3 separate regions of the Anas platyrhynchos genome follow, and regions 2 and 3 are each linked to region 1. The links are chromatin contacts, called in public Hi-C maps. All regions are on one chromosome and are shown on one strand. Each heading gives the region's core, a stretch centred on a gene start, on an enhancer-like site or on the middle of the called end of the contact. The rest is flanking DNA. Distances are from core to core; before and after follow the strand shown. Region 1 overlaps NPHS2 (NPHS2 stomatin family member, podocin). Region 2 holds the start of SOAT1 (sterol O-acyltransferase 1). Region 3 holds the start of ABL2 (ABL proto-oncogene 2, non-receptor tyrosine kinase).

Region 1 (3,774 bases), core at 766-3,265:
GAAACCACTGTAATTGGCTTCATCTTCCTTGTAAGTAAGCATTCCCTATTACAGTCAAAAAGATCTGCTTAGGACCACTAGGTTTTGGGTAGAAAAGAAAGTTCCAGGTCCCTTCACACTCACATACCTTTTGTGATTGTAGCACAGGATACCCTTGCTGTCTCCAGTTCTTTGAACACTGCTCATGTACTGGTCCTGCCCATGTGATGTGGCAGTGATTTCCTTAGGTGGCAGGTTTGTTGGGGATGAATGCATGTCCTTGCCTCCTTTCTCAGCTGGATCTGCTCAGATATAAAACGTGGAGAAGGAGAAAAAGTGGGAATTAAAACTTCTTCCCTTAGTCCTTCATTGCATCCTCTCTGACATCAAAGTAGGAGAGATTAATTGGTTTGTTGAAAATGTAATACCTTGGGCACAATATTACTCTGCATTTTAATGGCTTTGGTTTGTGTTGTGTATTTTTTTTTTCATTTTTTCTTTCAGAAAAATGCTTCCAAGAAAGCGTGTCAGAAGGTGAGGCCTGCTCAAGTCCCAAAGCTTCTGCCTCTGGACAGTCCAAGGGATCCAGAAAAAGCAACCATTAAAGAACAGCAATGCCTGAGTAGTTTCTTAGTTTCTTAGTGTCCATTCGTAATAGCATCTCGTTCCCAGTCCAGTGCCTTTGCTCCTTATCTGCTACTCCCCTCTCTGTGCCATCTCAGCGTGTATGCCATTTTTCTAGCTGGCTCTACCACTTCCACACCTATCTTGCTTATTCACTACTTCCTTCCACAACTCTAACGCATTTACAGCTTGTTCACCCTCTCATTGTACTGAGATGGCATTTAAAACACACGCTCTATCTCCCTGTGATTTCTGTGCTTGGCATCTGAGTCCCCTGGCTCCTCATATGCAGTACCCCTACAGCCTGAGCAAGCCAAACTGCCCAGCGAGGCGGTTGCCCAGGGCTGCTGCTTCTGTCAGTTCCCAGCCCAGGACAGTCTGTGTGGTTATAAAGCTCTGCAAGGACAGCAGCAGCTGCCTGGATTTGGCACGACTGCAGATTGACCCAGTCTCAGCTCTGAAGAGCAGGCAGTGAAACTGTCAGGAATTGCATCTGCTCCAGACAGCCCCTGCCAACTCCCCCCGAGTAAATTCTATTTTGAAACCATCATATATCAGTAATACTGAAGCACATTTTTAAATGATGTTTCCTTCTGCAAGGTTTTTGAATGTAATACCTCCTGAAGGTAAAACGACAAGTTTCTGCCAGCTCTGTGTACGTCAAAGAGAAAAGATCCTGCTGGAACAAGGGTTCTTTGGAACTGAGGATGCTCTTAGCTTTCATCTGCCTTTTCTGCAACTTTTCAGAAAAGTTACATGTTTGAAAAAAATATGCCTGACTTCTGCAGATAGGAGTGCAAATAGAGAGATGTGGGCCCTGGCACGGCGCCATGTGTCTCTGAAAGTCTTAATCCTCAGGCTCTGTTGTTCTTTTCAGACATTACTTGCAGGTGATGGTCCTTGATTGCCAAGGAACCTTGGTCTGGGTGGATTATTTTACAGGGAGTTAGAAATGTAGCCTGAGAAGTGTTTGGAGAAAGGATTGTCTGCTGCTATGAGCAGTATCACACCATTTTGCTCTAAGCTGGAACAGAGGGGCTTACCCTAGCATCAAAATTAAAAAACAGAACCAGCCTTAGAGAAGTGAATACACAGCTCATGTTCATCAGTGGAAGGTTACAGAGCTGTTCCGTTTCCCAGAGCTAGCTTTCCATGGCTGGATCACAACTGAGATCTATTGCAGACAACAAACAGCATCCTGAGAGGGTTCCAGTGGCAGAATGAACTGGATGGGAGGTGACACCTGAAGGTCAGATGCTGTGTGATCACTGAGTTTAAGGATGAGGGTTTTTTCCCCTTCCACTTGGAAAGGGGCTGGTTTGCTGAGTGTCCTTGTTGTAAGAAGGCCAGCAAATATTTGTGTGGTGAGAATTACGGGAACACTGTGTGCTGAGAAGGGGACTCTAGGGAGATGAAAGGGCTGATAAAATACAGAATTAGGTGGTACATAGTGGAAGTGGGCTCCTTGTCCCTTGCAGAAGTGTTAAGCCAGTACCTGCTGGCCATCCGTGGGACACAGCTGCATTTAACAGAAATATTACAAATGGTAGGTGCCAAGTGTGTGTCTTACCAGCAGGCAGAGAGACTGGAAAAAATGAGTGAAAATACAAGAGTGACAGACTGGCTGGGCTACCCCTGCTAGGCACGTGTGATGAGAAACTGCTGGGTGGGCGATTAAGGGCCACAAAATGCCTTCTGTCTTGGCGATAACGAAGTGCATGGTATTTCTTTCAACCCCATATCCTTCAAGGGAAAGGCTTACAGTATGTGTAGGTCCCTGGCTATTTCAAATAGCTTTGGGCAGATTTTATAAGAATTTTGAGGACTTCCTGCATGTAGAGTTTAGCAAGATTGCTGCAGTGGGCAAAAGTATCACTGTTTGGTTTTTGTTTGTTTGTTTGTTTGTTGAGTATTGCTGTTCTCAAGGCTCTCTGCTGGCTTCGTGCTGGATTCCCACTTCTCAGCCCGGTGGTAGTTGGCTAAATGGATCACCTCATATTTTCAGACAGTCCTACTGGAAGCAGATGCCCACAAGTTCAGATCTTGTCCTGCCTCGCCACCCAGTGGAAGCAAGCAGCAGCACAGCCTGCCTTCCCTCTGCACAGCTGAAAAGTGCCAAACTATAAATGCTGCCCTTTCCTTCTTTTCCTCCTTTTTTGGTACTAGAGCTAACTAAACACCTTGGTTGCCCGTGTGTGTATGTATATGTGCACAGGTGCTGATGTGAAATCCTATATCCAAGAGTACGCCACGGACAGGACCCTTCTCTCTTGTCCCTTGCAGGAGAGCCAGGCTGGCAGCACCTTCCAAATTCCCCGTGTGTTAAGTCCTTTCCCGTTCCCCCAGTTGTCGGGCTTCCACCCCTGCCTCTCTGGCGTTGTCACCCCATCACCCGTTCAGACGGAGGGAAAAAGGATCCCTTCTGTACCACCCGAGCGCTCCCAACTTCCCTGGACACAGCACACGGAGATGGGCTATAAGGAGGAACGTGCCCCTGTGCAAGCACTTCTGCCTTGGCTTGTTTTACCACCCAGCTGTAGGACTTGCTTTTCTTTAAAAAAGAAAGCCAACAGTGCAGAAGGGAAATCCCAAAGAGTCTGACTGTAAGGACAGAACCACAGGAAACCAATGCCTCTGATAAGTCCCTCCTGTGGGGCAGCTTGAGCCTGCCCCTTTTATCCCAGTGTGGGGCTTTCTGCACCTTAATTCCCTGTAACTAATGTCATGAGTGAGAGACGGGTCGTCAGTTTGGGGATGGGGGTGTGAAAACACAGCAGGATGGCCCGGACCCCGGGTGTCAGGGTCAGGTGAAAGGGAAGGGATGACAACCCTTTTCCCTCAATCCCCTGCTCACACAGGCACCAGCCCTGCTCCTCATGCTCCATATTTTTCCCTTCCCAAAACAAGTAGAAGCTTCTTCCACGTACAATCTACTTTATATTACAGGCCTGGCTGCCTCCCCTCCTGCCTCCAGGCCAGTACCTGCTGGTAGGCTGCCCGTAGATCAGCTTTGTTGCTCCTCTCTGAGAACGATTGACCACAGGCTGTGGCAGCCTTTTCTGGGACAACTCCTAGAGCATGGGGGAGTCCTTCTTGTCTTTCACACCTTCTGGGAGTTTTGTGGTGTCTGTGGTGAGGCTGCTCGCTCCCGGAGAGCTGTGGGTAGCTGGA
Region 2 (3,774 bases), core at 660-3,159, 96 kb before region 1:
AATGTTTGATGAGGAGCTTCAATCACTTAGCTACAGCGCTTACCTAGAAATCCCATTACCTAAAAATCAACTGCTTTTAAGAGTTGATGTCTCACTAACTTCCCGAACTCTGATTTTTTAGAGTGACTCAGCTGCCCAAGTAGCAGTAAGGTAAACCAGTATCAACCAAAGGGGCATTTCCCTATTGCAGGTTGCCATTAAGAAATAACCTGTGCTGCTCATACAGCATGGGATCTATACCATCCAATATGCAAGGATAAGAAAGGAGAGTTAAATGTGATAATCGCATAGACCTCAATGAGGAAACCACGATAAGCGAAGCGTATCACAAATGATGCCCTTCAAACCAAAGAGTCTGTGAGCTCTATTCACACCCAGTGAGGAAATGAGCTGGGAAGTCCTGTTCTGTACCAGCTCCTTTGGAAGCCTAACCATAAATCATACGTGACCACTTTCATTTCCTAGACAATTGGAAACTTACATCATCATTTAGCGCAAAGTAAGAAATGCATGATCAAGCAAGGATGTTATGCTTCACCCACCTCCTTCCTTTTCTGTATTCCCACAATACAAATTGCTTCTCTCCAGACACGAATGCTTTTCCTATTCAGCCAACACGTAAGAGGCGTTTTGCCTCCCACCCTCTGCCACCGAGGCTACTGTTACCAATCTCTTCAGCTCAAGTGCAGGGCAAGTCTTTTAAATGCTAAATCTTCAACTTCAGAACCACATCAGGTGCTGGTAGTCTTTTTTTGTTCTGAAACACTGACTCTGTAACTGCTCATAAAAGCAGAGCATTTTAAATAATCCTCAAACCTGGATAAAAGCAGGCAACCTCAGTCCTGCCTGCACCCAGTCTTGTACTACAAGACAAAGACTTGAAAGGCCCCACGTCCTCCTTTAAGCTTGCCGAGTACTGCAGGAAAGGGATGGCACAGTGTAACATCCCTACGTGTCCTACCTGTGAAACTCGACACACCGGGCTCAGAGGCTTCATCGCCAAGGCAGCAGAGCAGCTTGCTCTCTTTGCCATAGCTGCTAGACTGGAACAGGACGGTCCCCACGATCATGCTGTGCCTCACAGCAGGCAGAAGGCTGACACGAGAAGTCCTGGACTGCCCGCACAAACGCCACCACGTGCAGGCGATCACTGCTCGCAGCGCTGGTGGCCAATGGAAAAGCAAGCACTGCCGAGCGGGTGAGGAAAAACTAGGGAAATCGAGCTGCGGGTTACTGGGTTACCAGCTGGAAGTAAGGGTGGAGCTTCCCACGAAACGCTGAACAAACAAAGGATGTGGGGACCGGGCTGCGAGTTGAAACGCTTTTGAGATGAGCTATAGACAGAATATTGTGCCGCTAAGAGTTAGGCAACAAAGTGTTTGGAATAAAATAAATCGTTTCCTTGGAGAAGTTCCTTTGCACAAATTACAAAACAGATCACCCATTACGGGGACCGCCCAGATTGATTCATTTTTCCACTCCACATAAATGCCATTATTTATGAATCAACAGGAAACAACATGAATGAAAATATAAGTCTAGGAGCTGTATGAGCAATGAAAGAGTAAACTGTTACATATTTTAGGATTTCAGAAAGAAACCGAAAGCAAGAGCTGTACAGTATGCCCAGGCTGAGCTGCACATTTAATGATTTAATAGTGTTCAGGTCAGCTCTGTGAAAGGACGCTATCAATTACCTTTCAAAAACCTAAGCTCTCTTTGATGAATTCTTTAAAAGACTTGGTTTTCTAGCTACATTTGTATGGTTTGCAGCAGGCCAGGTTCCTCCTAACATGTGGAGGGGGAAGGGTTAAAGAACAAGCACTCACCATGGTAGTCTCACACCTGGGAGGCTGGTGGGCTGCAGAGGGGTATAAAAGGGAGCAGGGAAGGGGAAGCAAGTGGTTTGGCCTCTGGGAGGGGGAGAGAGGCTGTTGCAGCCCACCAGCATCTCTAAATCTGCAGACTCCACTGCTACGTGAGAAAGGCAGCCGCAGCACGTGAGGAGGACAGAGCTTTGACTAAAGGTAAGAAATGAGCAACCGGGTTTGTTATAAGCGTTTGTGTTGTGCAAGGCTGTGAATGAGAAAAGGCATTCCAAAAAAAAAACAAAAACAAAAACCCACAGATGTGCTGTGGTGACAAGGAGTTACTTCTCCCTGTGTGGCCTGTACCAAGAATTTTGTGCCTCCACCATCACCTAATGCAAGTGGAAAAACATAGCCAAAGGAAGTACCTTCGGACAGGAACATGCCATTATCTTCCAGAAGTTCAGACAACTGGGTGACCTTTCCTCCTTCTCCAAAATGAGGCTTGGTGAACCTTGCAGCATGCTATCCAATACTCAGGTTTACTTAGGAGTCTCTAGGCTATCTTTTTCCCCATTTGTTTTTCTCTTGCAGTTTGTTTTCTACTCTCTTTTATGTGCTCTGGATGCCTTCAGTCACACTGGTATTTCAAGCAGTCTTAGTGTATCTGTTGATACACAAAGAATAGGCAGAATTTGTAGGGCAAGGCAGCATAGCCTGAGAAAAATGGAGATGAGCTTTGCTACAAACAGACTGTCCAGGTGGGTCTGCAATAGCATCAGCAAATGTCAATTAGTATTAGCTGTAATAATTAAGCAAGGGAACAAACAATTTGCTTGTTAGTTAAAGTATATCAGATGAGTAACCAATATCTCTGGAACAATGAAGGATTAGGGGAAAGCTGAGCTAAATGAAAAAGGTAGCTTGCAAACCAGTGCATTGAATGTGTTACTTTTAGCCCCCCTCGCTGAGTGTTGGTGCCCTGTGACTGTCAGGCCTGTTAAAGAGCTCCCGATGGCCATCAGCTGGTGCCACCAGTGGCGTGGGAAGGACAGGGGTGTCCCTGCACAGTGCCTGGATGTTTGTAAGGTCCTGTCATGTGCACCCAGGCAGAGTAAATTCAGGCTTCTTCCTAACCTCTGGACGAGCGCTATTTCTTCTACAATTGATTTCCTAGACAGTTATTCTACCCTGTAGGCCGTTACCTTGACATTTGCATCCACCACGACAAGCTTCCTGTTCCTATTCCCTTGGCTGTCAATGGACGAGCCAGGCTCTTCGTCCTGGTACACTCAGCTTCCTCGGTGGAAGAAGCAACCTTTCAGGCAGAACAGCTCTTCAGACTATTCCCTGTGGTGCCCTTCAAAGCTGTTTCCTGAGAGTGGTTACCCTTCCTGTACCACTTAAATCATCCCTTTTGAAGTATTTCTCTATTTTTTTTCCAGCAATGGGGAAAAGTTAAGTACAAGGAAATCTTGCTGACTACACTACTTTGAAGTGTATAGTTCAAGCAGCTTCAAAAAAAAAAACCAAAAAAAAAAAACAACACAAACCCTTGCTCCATTTTGAATTTATGAACCCACTGTCAATGTTTCTTCATCAAACAAAAGAACGTGCAAAGAGCAATACAGCCCTGGAAAGGATCTGGGACTGCTGGCAGCAGCCCAAAGTGACTGGTTTTTCAATAGAAGGAAGAGAGACAAAGAAAGGGTTATAGGGTAAATGCTGATTATTACATACAGTGTCAATTTGATATATTATTTTACACCAAAAACAATACTGTGTGGGTGTGTGTGTACATATATATTTAATACAAAGGGACACTTTAATATAAGGTCACCAAGACCCCTGTACATACCACATCTTTTACTCTATTTCCACTTGGGGTTTTCAAACTAAATATCCGTATAAATATCCACACTATTACTTTACACAAAGACTTATTTTATGTGCTAGCTTCAAAGAC
Region 3 (3,774 bases), core at 853-3,352, 69 kb before region 1:
AACACATTAATTTGTCTGGTTCGTGCGCCTGCCTGCTTAAGAAAGCTTTTTCTTTCAATTTCCCTGCCACTACAAGTAACTAATTCTCCCTACCTTCTGCCTTTAAAATTTAGTAACACAGAGGGAGGAGCTAGAAGGACATGTTGAGGATGCTGCTCTAAATTACTACTAAAACATGCAGCAATAAATGAAAAGATGCACTTGAGTAAAGAAAACCCTAGCTGTGTTACTCTGATGCAACTGTAAGGCCCTACATGCTGACCCATACTTCCCACAAATGTCCTTGCTGTTTCTCATAATACACTTGCCTTGTAAGAACAAGAACAAAGTAGTCAGCTGGGTACCAAAACACTAAAGACAGACTCTCATCAGCAGTACTTTTGCCTGCTAAGTCATGCTTAGCAGTCTACACAGCAATTTTGTTCTGCTGCTGAAGACATAGATTACAGCAAACTGAAACAACCAGGATAAGTGCGTAGCTTCTGAGATCTGCTCTCTAACATCATGAATTTACAATATTCTCTTTTAGACAAATGTTTCGCCCCAAGTGCCTTTAATATACAATACGATGACGATCTAAAACATGTAAAAAGTTGATGATACTATGGTTGAAAGACGCAATGAAAAAGTAATCCCTAGCTTTAATAGTGGCAAGAGTGGGTTGGGCATTTCGGCAAGCACAGAGTTCTGTTTTGGTTTCCGAGCTGATACTGCTCCCTGAACTCAAAAGCTGTGATAACACTGAGAATTTAAGAACCAGATTTAGTGCTGCACTCCTGTTTTGATAGATACTTACATGTCAGCAGTCACAGCAGATGATATTTACATTTAGGCTGCTGGTTGGATGTTCCTTAATCTTTTTGCCTATGCTTATTCTAGTGGGCAAAAGAAAATGTCTTGTCAGAAGCAGTCGTCTACAAACACTGACACCTCCCTCCACCTACAACCAGCCAAACCAGGGATGCTCTCCATAGCAGATTCAGTTCTTCAGTATTGCAGATGCATCCACAATCCTAGCCTCAATCTTCTTGCTGAGGCAGACAGGTTTCGGTTCATCATACCTTCCCAAGATCTTTGTGTTTTATTAAGGAGCTGCCACAGAGACGATGATAGTAAAATAGATACAAAACGTTGGGGATTAGAAGTCGCAGGCACCTTCTGTGAGCGGTTACAAATGGTTCATGTTGCATTGCCCATTTCTGGTATCAGTTTACAGCGATAAGATAGAAGCGGATAGGCATAAACTTCAGCTGCAAAGCGGAGGGCAGCTGTAATACCTCAATCAAAACCAAATCCTTTCCCGTTTCAGGCTCTATAGCACCAACAGCGAGTTACAGACCTGGCAGGGCACGTTTTAAGTTCCTCGGTAAACTCTTGCAAGCACATGTAACGTTTACCCTTGTAAATATGCTTCACATTTCTCCTTGTAAACACACCCCGAGCTCGGCACCCCGGCGGTGACAGCTACAGGGCGCTGCAAGCTCCCGTTCCCGGGGGCGAGCCCGGGCCTCCCCCAAGCCCCGGGGAAGCTCCCCCGGCCCCGAGCCCGCTGCCAGGCCGAGCCGAGCATCCCCCGGGACGTGGCAGCAGCGCGGCGGGGCTGCCGTGCCCTGCCCAGCGCCACCCCCGGAGCCCCCGGAGCCCCCTTCCCCGCACTCACCGTGCTGGGCGAAGACGTTGAAGCCGCCCTCCGCCGTGCGCCCGGCCGCCTCCCGCCGGCGGCCCGCCGGCCTGCCCGCGCTGCTCCCTCGCGGTGCCCGCGGCTGCTGCTGCTGCTGCTGCTGGAGGCCGGCGGGCGGCTCCCCGAGGCGGCCCACCTGCTGCCCCATGGCCGCGCTGCCGCCCCGCTCACATGCCGCCCCCCGAACCCGGCCCGGCGCGGCCCGGCCCGGCCCGGCCCGGCGCTCACGGCCTCGCCCCCCCGGCCCCCGCCGCCATCTTAAACCACAGAGCGGCGGCGGAGCGGGCAGAGCGGCTCCCGCGGCCGCCTCCGGTCCTCCCGGGGAGCCCGCCCCCGCCCGTCGCGACAGCGGTCGCGATGGGTGGCGCGGGGGAGGAAAAGGGGAGCGGCGATGGGGAGCTCGCGGCTCAGGCGGGGCGTGTTGTGCTCCGCCAGGCGTTGGGTCCTGTCCCTTCGGAGTGTTTGTTCAGTTTTCGGGGCCGTGCCATATCGCGATATGTCGCACCGCAGCGGGCTCCTTCACGCCTTGCAGCGCTCAGGGACGAGGCCCCGCTGTGTTTGCCCTGCCAGGAGGGGGCTCAGCCGCGTCCTGGTGCTGCCCAGCCCCATTGTGGTGATGCCGGGCTGTGTCTGTCGCAGCCTGAGCTTTGGTGTTTGTGTCGGTGTCGCCGTGTCCCCAGGCGATATCCCGCTGGTGGCTGTGACCCCACAGTCTCAGAACAAGGCTAAAGCTGGGCCCCTACCTGGGCCATAGCCCACATGCTCAAGCAGGTGGATTAAACATGGGATTGCTTTGCCATGCGGTCTGGTCCCAAAAGGCAAACTCACGCCCTCCTCGTGGCCCCAGCACGCGGGTCGGGATGGCTGACCCAACCACCAGGCCCTCCTCGTGCATGCACCATGTTCCCGCTCCTGTGCACTGCCCGCACCACGTGTGCCTCCTCTTCCGCTGCTCATCAGGCCCCAGGTGAACTCCCTGGGCTGCGGCATGTCACCTGCCCTACTCCTCCTCCTCCTCCTCCTCCTCCTCGTCCTCCCCGTGCTGAGGGCAGGGAGGACCAGGAAGGCCCAGCGGTGTGAGTAACATCAGGCGTGTCGCTGGACAGGCGTGGCTGGCAGCAGCATCTTGCCATCAGGTGGCTGAGCACACACCGTCGCTAATTGGCGTGCAATTAAGCTCTCTTCTTCCAGCTTCTCTACTCCTAGCATAAGGCTTCCCAATTCAAAGCAGAAGGAAGGAGGTTTCATCCTGAGAGATCGTGGTGCTTGTTGCAGTTTAGAAGACCTATGTTCTTGGTGGTATTTTGGTCTCCAAGCTAGCTACTAGTTCAGCGATATATTGGCCATGTTTGCCTCTTTGGGGATGAGCTGCAGTGCTGTTAGTCTCAGATTCCCTCTCCACATCACCAAGAGCAGTGTCACATTGGCTTGTTGGAGCCCCAGCAACCCACACCTAGACCAACCTTCGTGTGGCTGTCCTAGACTAGGATGGCGAGGAGAAGCTCCTCCATGGAAGTCAGCTTTCACATATGAAATTTCCATTGACACTTCTGAAGTCACGTTCTACCTTCCCAGGCACTACCAAAATTCTATCCATCCTCTCACATGCACTCGAAATGCACCCAGCTGCAATGACAATTCTGCCTTGAAATAGGGGTGGCTCACCCAGCTGGGCTTGTGTGCTCTCTGACATGGGCTAGGGTGAACAGGAGCAAGGAGCCTGTGAGCCAGAAGTGCCTTCACTTATTGCACTCATGGACTAAGAGCACGGGGGAGATCAGGAATTAGAGAGAAGCTTGCTAATAACACACAACAAAACAGTTCCTAAAATAGCCCTGGGAGTATTTGGGGTGTAGCACGGGGTACGCACTGCCAAGTCCTGGGACCTACAAGGGACACGGTTATGTGGCTATGAGCAGAGAGTGTCTCTGCGGAACAGACAGTCACAGGCAGAACCAGTCCACATAGGTACACTCAGCAGTGGAGATTTTTCCTGGTCTCATTCCAGCTAGAATTTGCAGGGTTTTGCATTTGTAAATGGTTTGCCTTGTAATCAAAATCTGTGTTCTCTAGAGACTGCAGAGAGACAACAA

What was found. Hi-C and Micro-C count contacts between places; a contact is called where the count stands out from the background.
Region 2: a Hi-C map of subcutaneous adipose tissue shows a contact between it and region 1, with 2.3 times the contacts expected there. The contact joins the promoter of SOAT1 here to the enhancer-like site in region 1. A contact is called at or near these places in 4 of 8 Hi-C or Micro-C datasets (liver, skeletal muscle and subcutaneous adipose tissue).
Region 3: a Hi-C map of subcutaneous adipose tissue shows a contact between it and region 1, with 2.6 times the contacts expected there. The contact joins the promoter of ABL2 here to the enhancer-like site in region 1. A contact is called at or near these places in 2 of 8 Hi-C or Micro-C datasets (F1 follicle and subcutaneous adipose tissue).

What each region holds. Positions count from the first base shown.
Region 1 is chr8:18,733,237-18,737,010 of IASCAAS_PekinDuck_T2T, reverse strand. It overlaps NPHS2 (NPHS2 stomatin family member, podocin), which reads right to left. Exons shown (of 10, transcript XR_011810974.1): 8 at 3,586-3,774; 9 at 128-281. It overlaps AXDND1 (axonemal dynein light chain domain containing 1), which reads left to right. Exons shown (of 23, transcript XM_072041758.1): 23 at 484-601. The coding sequence ends at 584. Among named protein-coding and RNA genes, the nearest start is that of NPHS2, 8.0 kb to the right of the region's middle. Within about 2 kb of position 2,015, at least 3 of the 8 cell types and tissues checked have an H3K27ac peak or open chromatin away from gene starts, as enhancers often do. A contact at or near this core is called in F1 follicle and subcutaneous adipose tissue, where this site is marked.
Region 2 is chr8:18,828,809-18,832,582 of IASCAAS_PekinDuck_T2T, reverse strand. SOAT1 (sterol O-acyltransferase 1) reads left to right here and starts at 1,909. Exons shown (of 16, transcript XM_072041763.1): 1 at 1,909-2,027. All of the region lies in intron 1 of ABL2 (ABL proto-oncogene 2, non-receptor tyrosine kinase), which reads right to left.
Region 3 is chr8:18,802,721-18,806,494 of IASCAAS_PekinDuck_T2T, reverse strand. It overlaps ABL2 (ABL proto-oncogene 2, non-receptor tyrosine kinase), which reads right to left and starts at 2,102. Exons shown (of 12, transcript XM_027462933.3): 1 at 1,661-2,102. The coding sequence starts at 1,829. All of the region lies in intron 1 of SOAT1 (sterol O-acyltransferase 1), which reads left to right.